Regions from separate parts of the Mus musculus genome. Here regions 1 and 2 are each linked to region 3. The links are chromatin contacts, called in public HiChIP or PLAC-seq maps. All regions are on one chromosome and are shown on one strand. Each heading gives the region's core, a stretch centred on a gene start, on an enhancer-like site or on the middle of the called end of the contact. The rest is flanking DNA. Distances are from core to core; before and after follow the strand shown. Region 1 holds the start of Zc3h3 (zinc finger CCCH type containing 3). Region 2 holds the start of Mroh6 (maestro heat-like repeat family member 6). Region 3 holds the start of Lypd2 (Ly6/Plaur domain containing 2).

Region 1 (3,395 bases), core at 730-3,229, 1.1 Mb before region 3:
GGTCATCCCATGGTGCGGTGCTGGCATCTCTAATACGCTGGGATTTCTCACTGCAATTAGGCGTCGTCAATAGCCTCTCATAGGCTCCCTTTAAGGTACCTGACCTTAACTTCTTTGCATGATCCCTCAGGCCTGGGCCATCAACTGCAACTCAAGCTGCACTTTCACCAATGGCCTTCCCTGGCATCTCACAGTGCCAAGCTAAGCTGCTCTCCATAACACTTTACGCCTTCAAAACTAGTACCACTTGGGTGATTCTTATACATTACCAAGTCTGGCTTCCAGCATGAGGTACATCCCCGGCTATTTCTAGAACACAGCTTCTTTCTGCTTTTAGAAAATACTTCCCAGAAGATTTCACCTCAGTGATGCTGGTCTCTTCATAATCACCACTAATTTCTTAGCTCCAGCTAAACAGCATCAATTGCCCCAGTAGTCCCTTCTATTCTTGACTCTAAAGCCAGAGCCACATGCCCGAAGCTGCTGAGTTCTGCTGCTTGCTGGAGCTGGGACATGGGCACCTTGTCTTATGACATTATCACCAACCTTTTGTTTTTCAACTCCTTCAGTGCCTAACTTGGCTGTCCTGGAACTTTCTCTGTAGATTATGCTGGCCTTGAACTCAGAGATCCTCCTGCCTTTGCCTCCAGAGCACCTGCCTGTCTCTAGAATGCTAGGATTAAATGTGTGTCCCATCACTGCCCGGCCTGCCCGGCTATCTACCCTCACTTCTTCTTTTTTTTTTTTTAAAGATTTATTTATTTATTATATGTAAGTAAGTACACTGTAGCTGTCTTCAGACACTACAGAAGAGGGAGTCAGATCTTGTTACAGATGGTTGTGAGCCACCATGTGGTTGCTGGGATTTGAACTCCGGACCTTCGGAAGAGCAGTCGGGTGCTCTTACCCACTGAGCCATCTCACCAGCCCCTACCCTCACTTCTTAATGCTTGTCTTACAGGTATTCACTATCAAACCCAGCTTCTAGAACTTCTTTTTCAGGCGTAACAGTAGACTATGCAGATGTAGCTCACTGGTAGAGGCTTGGCCGGACTTGAGGCCTTAGGGCTCCAAAGATACTGCACATTCCTACATAGTGGCACACTCTTAATTGCAGCACTTGGGTGGCAGAGGCAGGCAGATTTCTGAGAGTTCCAGGCCAGCCTGGTCTACATAGGGAATTCCAGGACAGACAGAGGTACATAGCGAGATTCTGTCTCTAACAAAACAAATCACTGGATAATATCCCATTTCCATGTAAACAGTCATTCGGGTTAGCTATTATAAATAATGACATACAAATATGTTAGAATCGGTGTTTTCTACGCGTTGGTTATACACCTAGACGTGGGACTGTCTGATCACGTGGTAACTACCGTGAGTTTTTTTTTTTTTTCAGTATTTTCTAGAGGTTGCAGCCTTTCCTACTAAATGCCCTCAAGAATTTTCTTAACACCTGTAATCATCCGAAAAAAAAAATTGCCTCCGATTCCTTTTCGCTGTTCTCGTGCTGCTGCGGCAGCAAAGGCGTTAAAATGGCATCCCTTTGATTCCAGGTCCGGAGGCAGAGGAAAGAGAACTTCCGTAAGTTCGAGGCCAGCCTAGTCTACATAGCGAGTTCCCCAGTTATGTTTCTCTCCAGCCAGAAATACATCCTGTCTCAAACAAATAAATTGATAAAAGGAATTCCTGGGTCTAGGGGAAACTGTTAGCAACCTATCTCCTCCAAGTCTTCCGAGGAACCCCCAGCGGTGGAAATGATGCGCAGGAATTGGTGCAGAAGCCAGATTGCGGGCCACTTCCGGGCGCTTCAAGATGACGGATTTTTCTCGTTCTGCGCATGCGTCCTTCCAGGGTTGCCGGGGCGACGGTGCCTTCCAACCCCGTGTCCACGCATAGTGAAGTTCGGCGTTCTCTCCTCCCCGCCTGCGGGGACCAGTCGCGCGGCGATGACGTCGAGGGGGTCTGGCTAGGCGTCGCGGACTCCGGAGATGGAGGAAAAGGAGCAGCTGCGGCGGCAGATACGCCTCCTGCAGGGTGAGCTGGCTGCGGTCGGGCCGTGTGTTCCCTTGTTTCTTGTGATCGCCGTAGACCCTCTCCGAAGCGAGTGCTGTCGGTTGCGGTCTCCCGATGGTCGTCATGGGTGGGCATCGGAGCGGCCGAGTCGGGTTCGGCCCTCGCGTGACAGACCCGCCAGGCTTCGGGGCGAGGGAGCGGGCCGGGCCTCCAAGGGGCTGTCAGGAGATGATAGCACGGTGGTCTTACCAGCGAGTGGTCGCGGCAGCCGACTTCCAGGTTCGGCTGGCTCGGAAGCGTTTCTCTTCCGCTGCCGTTGAGTGCCTTTGGCTCGATTCAGGCACAGCCCCCACGTACTCAGGGCTGACTACCCAGGCACCAGCTTCAGCTTCAAATGTTTAGACTCAAGTTGGTCTTTATAAGCGTTCATATCGTTTTCAAAGTTTCCCCCACAAAAGCATGTCCTAAGGAGAGTCCAAGTGGCCTTCCTATTTGAGACTACTTCGTGCGTTTCCCTAACACCCGACCGGAGGTGTCTGGCAGGATTCGAGGGTCGAGGCAGGCCCTGTGTGTGTGTGTGTTTGGTTATTGGGGATCCAGCGAGCCTGCTGGCGTTCCTTCACTCTTCTTCCAGGGCTCCATGAGTCACTTCATTGGAAAATCCTTGTGGTGGTGGTATCAGGTGTTTTTCTGTAGGAGATGATGTTAGTTAGCTGTTGGGTCATCATTGTGTTTTTGTTTTTTTGTTTTTTATTTCTGTCTGTCACGTACTGGGTTAGAGAAGCGTCAGTTCTGAGAAGACAGTTATGCACTATGGTGCAGTCCTGCAATTTTCCCCGTGAGTGGGTAAACTACAGGGCCTCAGTGGAAGACTTGTCCAGTTCTTACCCAGGCACCACAGGTTTCTGGTCCCTGACTGTTTTTTTTTGTTTTTTTGTTTTTTTTTTTGGTTTTTTTTGTTTTTTGTTTTTTGTTTTTTTTGTTTTTTTTTTTTTGGTATAGGGAGTGACACTTGCTCTCAGAACATTGTAGATCTCATAGGCCAGGGGGTAGAAGCAGTCATACCACAAAAGCTGCCATCTTCAGGATAAGCAAGCCAAATACTAATAGTGATGGAGAAGTGCTCACAGAATTGACAAGCCTAGAGATTTGGACTGAACTTTACATGGTTTCCAGTCACTTAGGACTGCTCTCAAGTCAGCAAGGCGAGCAGGTCTGGAGTATTAGGGTAGGGGTAGTAGTCTTGATTGGTGCTGTTTTTATTCACATCTCCTAGGTAACTGAGCGTGTGATTCTGCCTTCTCAGGTCTAATTGATGACTATAAAACACTCCACGGCAATGGCCCTGCCCTGGGCAACTCATCAGCTACTCGGTGGCA
Region 2 (3,307 bases), core at 387-2,886, 1.2 Mb before region 3:
CTGCGCCACAAGAAGGAGGGAGGGTTTATCTTTATCTGTGTTTTGAGGATGTTGTTATGAAAGCCCTCACCTACTACTAGAAGCAGATAGGGAGGTTCTGAGATGGGGTGTCAGAGTCTAATCATAGCCCCAGGCGCTTGTATCTGCTAAGGGCAATGTGCCTATGTCAGGCGTCCCAAGCCAGCCATCCCTGCCTGATCTATCATCTGTTATAGGCCTTGGGGGTGGGGGTGGGAGGTCTCAGTTTCTGACCCAGTAACCGAGGAAGGAGGAGGAGATTTAAAAAGCTGAGGATCCAAGGAGCTGCCTCAGCGAGGGCTGGAGCTGTCTGGGTACAGCAAGCTAGGTAAGACTCAGGAAGAATTGCTCCAGAGACAGTTGGAGTGTCTTAGGCACCCTACCATTGTTGTGAAGAGACGCCATGACCATGGCGACCAACTCTTGGCAAAGAAAGCATTTAATTGGAGGCTTTCCTATGGTTTCAGAGGTTAGTCCATGATCAATGATCATCATGGTGGGGACATACATGCAGGCACGGTAATGGTGACAGAGGGGAGAGTTCTACATTCTGAAAGAGACCCTAGCCTTGGCATGTGCTTTTGAAACCTCAAAGCCCACCCCTGTGACACACTTCCTTCAAGAAGGCCACACCTCCGGATCCTAATCTTAGAATAACACCGCTCCCTGGTGACTAAGCATTCAAATGCATGCGCCTTTGGGAGCCATTCTTATTCAAACCACCACATGGTTTGGTTCATGGCTTGGTGGGAGGCAGAGTTGGGGCTTGGGTAGCCCGAGGTATAGGAGCTGAAGAGCGTGAATGCCCACTGCTTGGAATACTTCCCCATGCACTTCCGCCTGGAGCAGTCTGTCAGACTAGTTCATCTAGCTTCCCTGGCTTAGCGCTGGGCAGTGCCTATAGTGTGGTTGGGTGGAGAGCGGGGATTTAGGGTAGAGGTTGGGCCAGCCCTGGGGAGCATGAACCTGGAAAGGAAGACAACCGGGCGAACAGTATACATACACACTGCCTACGCAGACACAGGGAAGACAGTCTCAGAGAAGGAGGGGCTGGACAGACAGGGCATGAGACATACCACCTCGGGACTGGCAAGGATGCAGAGGAGCCCGCATCAACAATAGTGGGCACTTGCAAATGTATTTAGGAGGCATCACCAGCCTCACCTCATTTGCTCCACACCCCAAGTGTTTCAAGTTCAGGGAGAATGACAGTACCTGACCACGCCCGTTCCTAGGATATTTGGCTATGTGGTCTAGCCCAGCCCCTGACCCTACTGGGGCTTCCTCAGAAGGATCTAAAACTGCCCTGGACCCCTCCCCCAGGCAAGAGGGGGATGGGCAGTTGGGTTAAAGACCTTTCTCTCCTCCACGATAGTCCATGATCTCCATGGACACTGGTGGGCAGGGCCAGACTATGCAGTGGCCATGTCCCACTTGGCTCCAGCAGCCTGGGCAGACACCCTTCACAAGTCCATGCTAGGATATCTCTGTGATTGAACAGCCAATCACTGGCACATGCTCAGACTCGCATGTACCTACGTCTATGCCCACGCCACCACGCCTGTCTGTAGGCCCGCCTGTGGGCCCGCCCGGGGCCTGATTCTAGGTCAGGTCTGGACACAACTTCACTGGAAGAGTGGTGGCAGGTGCCGCTGGTAGGAACACTATGGCTGGGGGTGTGTGGGGTCGGGGCCGGGACGGCCGGGACGGCCCTGTGGGCTCCCTAACTCTGACAGCTCTAGCGGAAGGAATCCGGGCTAGCCAGGGGCAGCCTGTGGGACCCTCTTCTACAGGCCCTCAGTCTGATCCCCAGGAGCTTGGGCCCGAGCCTGAGCCCTATATTCAAACACTCACCCCTGCCTTTGAGGCCCAGCCTGGGAATGAAGTGGTTGCCCCCACAGCTGGTAGTGAGATCTATTCCCCACACAATGCCCAGGAGCCAGCCCCCGAGAGACCGTACCAGGTGAGTAAGAGGGCAGATGCTGGATGATGCAAAGTTTGGCTGTTCACTTGGGCACTAGAAAGACAAGAAGTACGGGGGGGGGGGGGGCATTGAGGAGTCCTGAGGGTAAACGGATGGAAAAGATCATACGGGAGGAAGGTTTGTCGCCATCTGAGGGATGGGAAGACTGGAGGACTAGGGAGGATAGTTGAGATCGGCTTGGGGACTTCAGAAACTCCACGTTTCATTCTTCCATCATAGGCTTCCCAGTATTCCTGGGAGGAAGGAACCCTTGCAGACCTTGCGTTGTATACAGCTGCCTGTCTGGAGGAGGCTGGCTATGCCGGGACCCAGGCAACAGCGCTCACTCTGTCCTCAGCCCTGGAAGCCCGGGGGCAGCGGCTGGAGGACCAGGTTAGCATCCCCATCCAGAGAATCCTGCAAGCCTCCCTTCAACCTCGACCACACTCCCCCTAAAGGCTGCTCTGAGTGTAGGGAGGTGCGGTGCTGGCAAGAGTTTCCTTTTGAGGTCCTGGGGCTCTAACTACTGACGTTTGTTCCTTTTACCCAGGTCCACGGTCTGGTGCGTGGGCTGCTGGCACAGGTCCCTAGCCTGGCAGAGGGGAGACCCCGGAGGGCAGCCCTACGGGTGCTGAGCGCACTGGCTCTGGAGCATGCGCAGGACGTGGTGTGTGCGCTGCTACCCAGTTCGCTACCCCCGGACCGGTAACCCTCCCCGCCCAGCCGCGCTGCGCTGCCCCACGCGGCTTCCTTCCCCCTTCCCGCTTGATAGCTTGGTCATAGGATCTGGTTCCTGCAGCACCGGGCAGTAAGGGAATAGGGCCCCGGAAATCCCTTCCCCTAGACTTTTGCTGGTGTTACACCACCATACCTGGGTTTAGTTTAACTCTGACACTCTCCTCTCTCTCTCTCTCTTCTCCTTTCCCTCCATCCCCTGCTTTTTACCTGAAGATGTGGGCGGCATAAGTAAGCACGGTGGCTTGATCACCTAGAAGCCTCTGGCTCTTCGGGTCATTTACCCCAATATTTATTTTTGGTTAATTCTTTACAATAATTTTAAAAATTAAAAAAAATAATGTTAGGTCTGTTTCCCAGTAGCTGACACAACGGGGCTCACAGTGTAGTCCAGAGGGCTGCTGATCTCTGGGGCTGGCTCTGTTGTCGTCTGCGTTTGTCTTCTCTGGGATATGGGATGGTGGAAGGGTAAAGGATGGTTTGCTTCTGGAGCCTTTTCCTAGAGGTCGCCGTGGTGGGCTTTCCTGAGGATTCTTTGCAACTCCTCTTCACTACATGGCCCCTCACCCCTAGGGCAGCCTCTGAGCTGTG
Region 3 (3,345 bases), core at 830-3,329:
CTGGTAACACTCTAAGCTCCGACTCCCTTATACTCTGAGTCTTGATCAGGTTACACTCTGAGCCTTGACCCTAGTCACACACTAAGCTTTGATCCAATGGTTTCTGGAATTGGGAAGGGAAGGACGTGGACCTCTCAGAGCAGAGGCCTCCCAGACGGAGCCAGCCCAGACCCTGGCTAGGCTACATTCCTCCCTGCCCCAAGACGGGAACTTCCCAGGTACCACTTGGGTGGGTGTTAATTCTAGGAGTGATACTTAGGGGGTCGGGTATATTCCAGGGGGTGAGGCAGAGTTGGAGGCCCTGGGCCCAAGGACAGAAAGGAGCTGAGCTGAGTTGGGTGCGGTGGAGAAATCGGGTTTGACCAAAGGACACACATGGGTGTGAATTGGGGCTGTCTAATCCAGTTAACCTCAGCCCATCCGTCCCCACAGCTGTGTGGTCACAGCCATTCGTGGTGAATGATTTGCAAAATCAGACAGGCTTGGGATGCCACCCGGCTTGCTAGGTGACCTTGTCTTAGTCAATTAACTTCTCAGAACCTAGTTTCTTTATCCACTCTAAAATTAATTAGTGCTCTGTCCCTCCAGAACTGTCACAAGGAAAAATACAGTTGGCAGGCTGAGCGTCTGACTCATGCCAGGCTAGGAAAGCCCTGGGAAGTACAGAGGTTGGTCCAGAGCCTAGGCAAATGAGGACCTTCCCATGCAGGGTGAAGCCAGACCCCAGTGGAGCTCCTGAGGGCAGTGGCAAGAGTGGACATACCTTGCTGGGGGCATAACAAGAACAAAGCCAGAGTAGGAGTAAGGTTGGGATGCTGGACAAAGAGACACCTGGGAAGCCCAGCAACAGTGTGGTCTTTACCACTAGCAGAGTCAGGCAGGTAGATATGCTCCCCACCCCTACATGTCTCAGCTGGGACAAGCTACTCTAGGAAGATACCTGTGGGAAATCAGGACGAGCCAGGTGCTGCCAGGTCATGGGGATCCCTGTCATAGCATTCTGTCTAGGGCAAGGACACTACACTCTACACATACACACACACACACACACACACACACACACACACACACACACACACACACACACACACAGAGAGAGAGAGAGACAGACAGACAGACAGACAGACAGACAGACAGGCAGACCTGATGCTATGGTGACCCCCACCCTTAAAATTATGTTTGTTGCTACTTCATAACTGTAATTTTGCTACTGTTATGAATCATAATGTAATTTTTTTTTAAAGATAGAGGATTGACAAAGGGATCAAGACCCACGGGTTTCGAATTGCTGTCCCTACCTCTTGACCTTCAGTGGAGAGAGGAAGGAGGAGGTGGAGGGGCCCAGGAAAGTCCTGCCTAAGATCAGCCTATGAGCCATTGGAGATCAAGGTGTGCAGACAAGCCGAGAGTGGATGGCCCTCCAGGAAACATGAAACAGTGTCCCCCAAAGCAACCCTGGGCCTCCCCAGCTCACCCATCCTCCAAAACACCTTCCTGTTGATCAAGCAAGTTCTGTCTTTGTTCCTTAGGCCTTTGAGTAAACTCTGGGCTGGTTGTCAGTGGCAATTTGGCACACCCCACCTTCCCCCTGACCACTTCAGAGGAGCTGGGAGGTGCAAGATCATCTTGGAAAGATTCCATCCAAGAGCTGCTGGGCCAAAGCTCTGGAGAAGGCCACAAGGTAAAAGCTCTTTACCACAGCTGGAAAAGTGCAGGAGAGCCCAGCTCCCATTGTCCCATTCTGTGCAGCCTGAAGACCCCTGACCTGTCCTGGAAGAAGGAATCTGGAAGATTTTCTTGGCTAGGAGTTGTAGGGTGGTGTGGAAGGGTCCCCAGTGGGAAAAGAAAGACGACCCATAACCTATGGGGAGGAGAGGGGCCTGGGAAGGGTGGAACAGCAGCTTTGAGGGGTGGAGCTCGAACAGTCTGAGAGGGCTGGGTAGGGTCCGAGGGAGCCCCAGGGAGCCCTGGGGAATGGGGTGTGGGTGAGGAAGCAGGGCAGGCCCTCCAGAAATCTGATCCTCCTCTAATCTGCTTAGCCAACCGGTCAGACCACCGCTGTAGGCATTTCCCCACCAGGCAGGCCTGAGTGAGGACCTCGACCATGCAGGGGACCTGGATGGTGCTGTTGGCACTGATATTGGGCACCTTCGGGGAGCTTGGTGAGCATGGGGGAGCACGGGAGCGGGCCCCAGGACTATTCTCAGAGAGAGTTTCTCATGGGGGAGTTTCAGAGAAGGAGAACGCTGAGCCGGGACCGGCCAGGCGGGCAGAAGCCGGCACCAAAGCCCTAGGTGCCAGCGGAGAGCCTCAGGATACTGGTGTGTTTGCTAGTGCAAGCCTTTCAGCAGGAGAAGAGGGGAGATCTCGGATGCTGGGGCAGATGGCCTGGGACTCTGGATATGATGGACATGTAATTGGGGAAAGGACATCCAGAAATATCCAGAGACAGGGTGAGACAAACAAGTGGCGACATGATGTTGACTGTCAGCCCGTTATGTGCTCAGTGATGAGGGCTCAAGCCAGGCTGTTCCATACAGTTCTTGGAGAGGTTGACTGAACCAGAGGCAGAGGCCCTACCAGGTCACTGTCTGTGTGGGGTTGGGGGAGGGATGACTTCCCTGTGTGTCTGAATTGATTGGAGACAAGCTAGGCTTCCTGGGGCTTCTGGGATTGGGTCTGGAATGCTAGCAAGACTGTACAGTGCCTTCCAGCCAGGCTCTACACCCGCAGCCCTCCCCTCAGGGAAGACACCTTTGCCAAGCTGGTACCTGTGAACTCCTCTGTGCAGCTCCCACCCAGTGTTCCAAGGACCTGCTTGTCTGACCCCCATGACAGGCAGCACTTCAGCAGAAGGGCATTTGGTGATGAGGAAGTGCAAGGGCGTCTGCCTTAACAATGTCTGCTCACACCGATCTGCGGTTGTGGTGTGCGCGTGAATGTACGTGTGTGTGCGCGCGCGTGCGCGTGTGCGTGTGCGCGTGTGCGTGCGTGTGCGTGTGCGCGTGTGCGTGTGCGTGTGCGTGTGTGTGTGTGTGTGTGTGTGTTTTGATGATTATTCCAAATCAGCTGTCCCCATCCTGGTCCCAGGCTGAGCCCACTATTCCAGGGGCACATTCTGTAAGACCCTGATTCAATGGTCATGTTGTCTCCCCTGAGCTTGGTTAGTGGGCATCTGGTCCCTGGTTAGTGTCCTTGTCTTCTGAGACTAAGCCTCCATGGCAGAGCAGGACATTGGGTGAAGACATTTTGGGCTTTTGAGACAGGAAGGCCTGTTCACTGCCCTCTCATCCCTCCTCTCCTAGCTATGGCCTTACAGTGCTACACCTGTGCGAATCCTGTGAG

Evidence for each region. HiChIP or PLAC-seq counts read pairs in DNA pulled down with a chosen protein or histone mark.
Region 1: an HNF4G HiChIP or PLAC-seq map of pancreatic cancer cells shows a contact between it and region 3. The contact joins the promoter of Zc3h3 here to the promoter of Lypd2 in region 3. A contact is called at or near these places in 3 of 39 promoter capture datasets (the C10 cell line, pre-B cells and stem cell-derived epiblast-like cells) and 2 of 115 datasets of contacts at active chromatin or transcription factors (astrocytes and pancreatic cancer cells).
Region 2: a contact with region 3 is called in a FOXA1 HiChIP or PLAC-seq map of pancreatic cancer cells. The contact joins the promoter of Mroh6 here to the promoter of Lypd2 in region 3. A contact is called at or near these places in 1 of 39 promoter capture datasets (hippocampal neurons) and 2 of 115 datasets of contacts at active chromatin or transcription factors (astrocytes and pancreatic cancer cells).

The regions. Positions count from the first base shown.
Region 1 is chr15:75,840,492-75,843,886 of GRCm38.p6, reverse strand. Zc3h3 (zinc finger CCCH type containing 3) reads left to right here and starts at 1,979. Exons shown (of 12, transcript NM_172121.1): 1 at 1,979-2,037; 2 at 3,323-3,395. The coding sequence starts at 1,992. It overlaps Gm34851 (a long non-coding RNA gene), which reads right to left and starts at 382. Exons shown (of 2, transcript XR_384203.2): 1 at 1-382.
Region 2 is chr15:75,887,101-75,890,407 of GRCm38.p6, reverse strand. It overlaps Mroh6 (maestro heat-like repeat family member 6), which reads left to right and starts at 1,636. Exons shown (of 14, transcript NM_001282443.2): 1 at 1,636-1,981; 2 at 2,222-2,374; 3 at 2,532-2,686; 4 at 3,290-3,307. The coding sequence starts at 1,685.
Region 3 is chr15:74,733,047-74,736,391 of GRCm38.p6, reverse strand. Lypd2 (Ly6/Plaur domain containing 2) reads left to right here and starts at 2,079. Exons shown (of 3, transcript NM_026671.1): 1 at 2,079-2,162; 2 at 3,306-3,345. The coding sequence starts at 2,105. It overlaps Gm33124 (a long non-coding RNA gene), which reads right to left and starts at 1,511. Exons shown (of 3, transcript XR_384182.2): 1 at 1,475-1,511.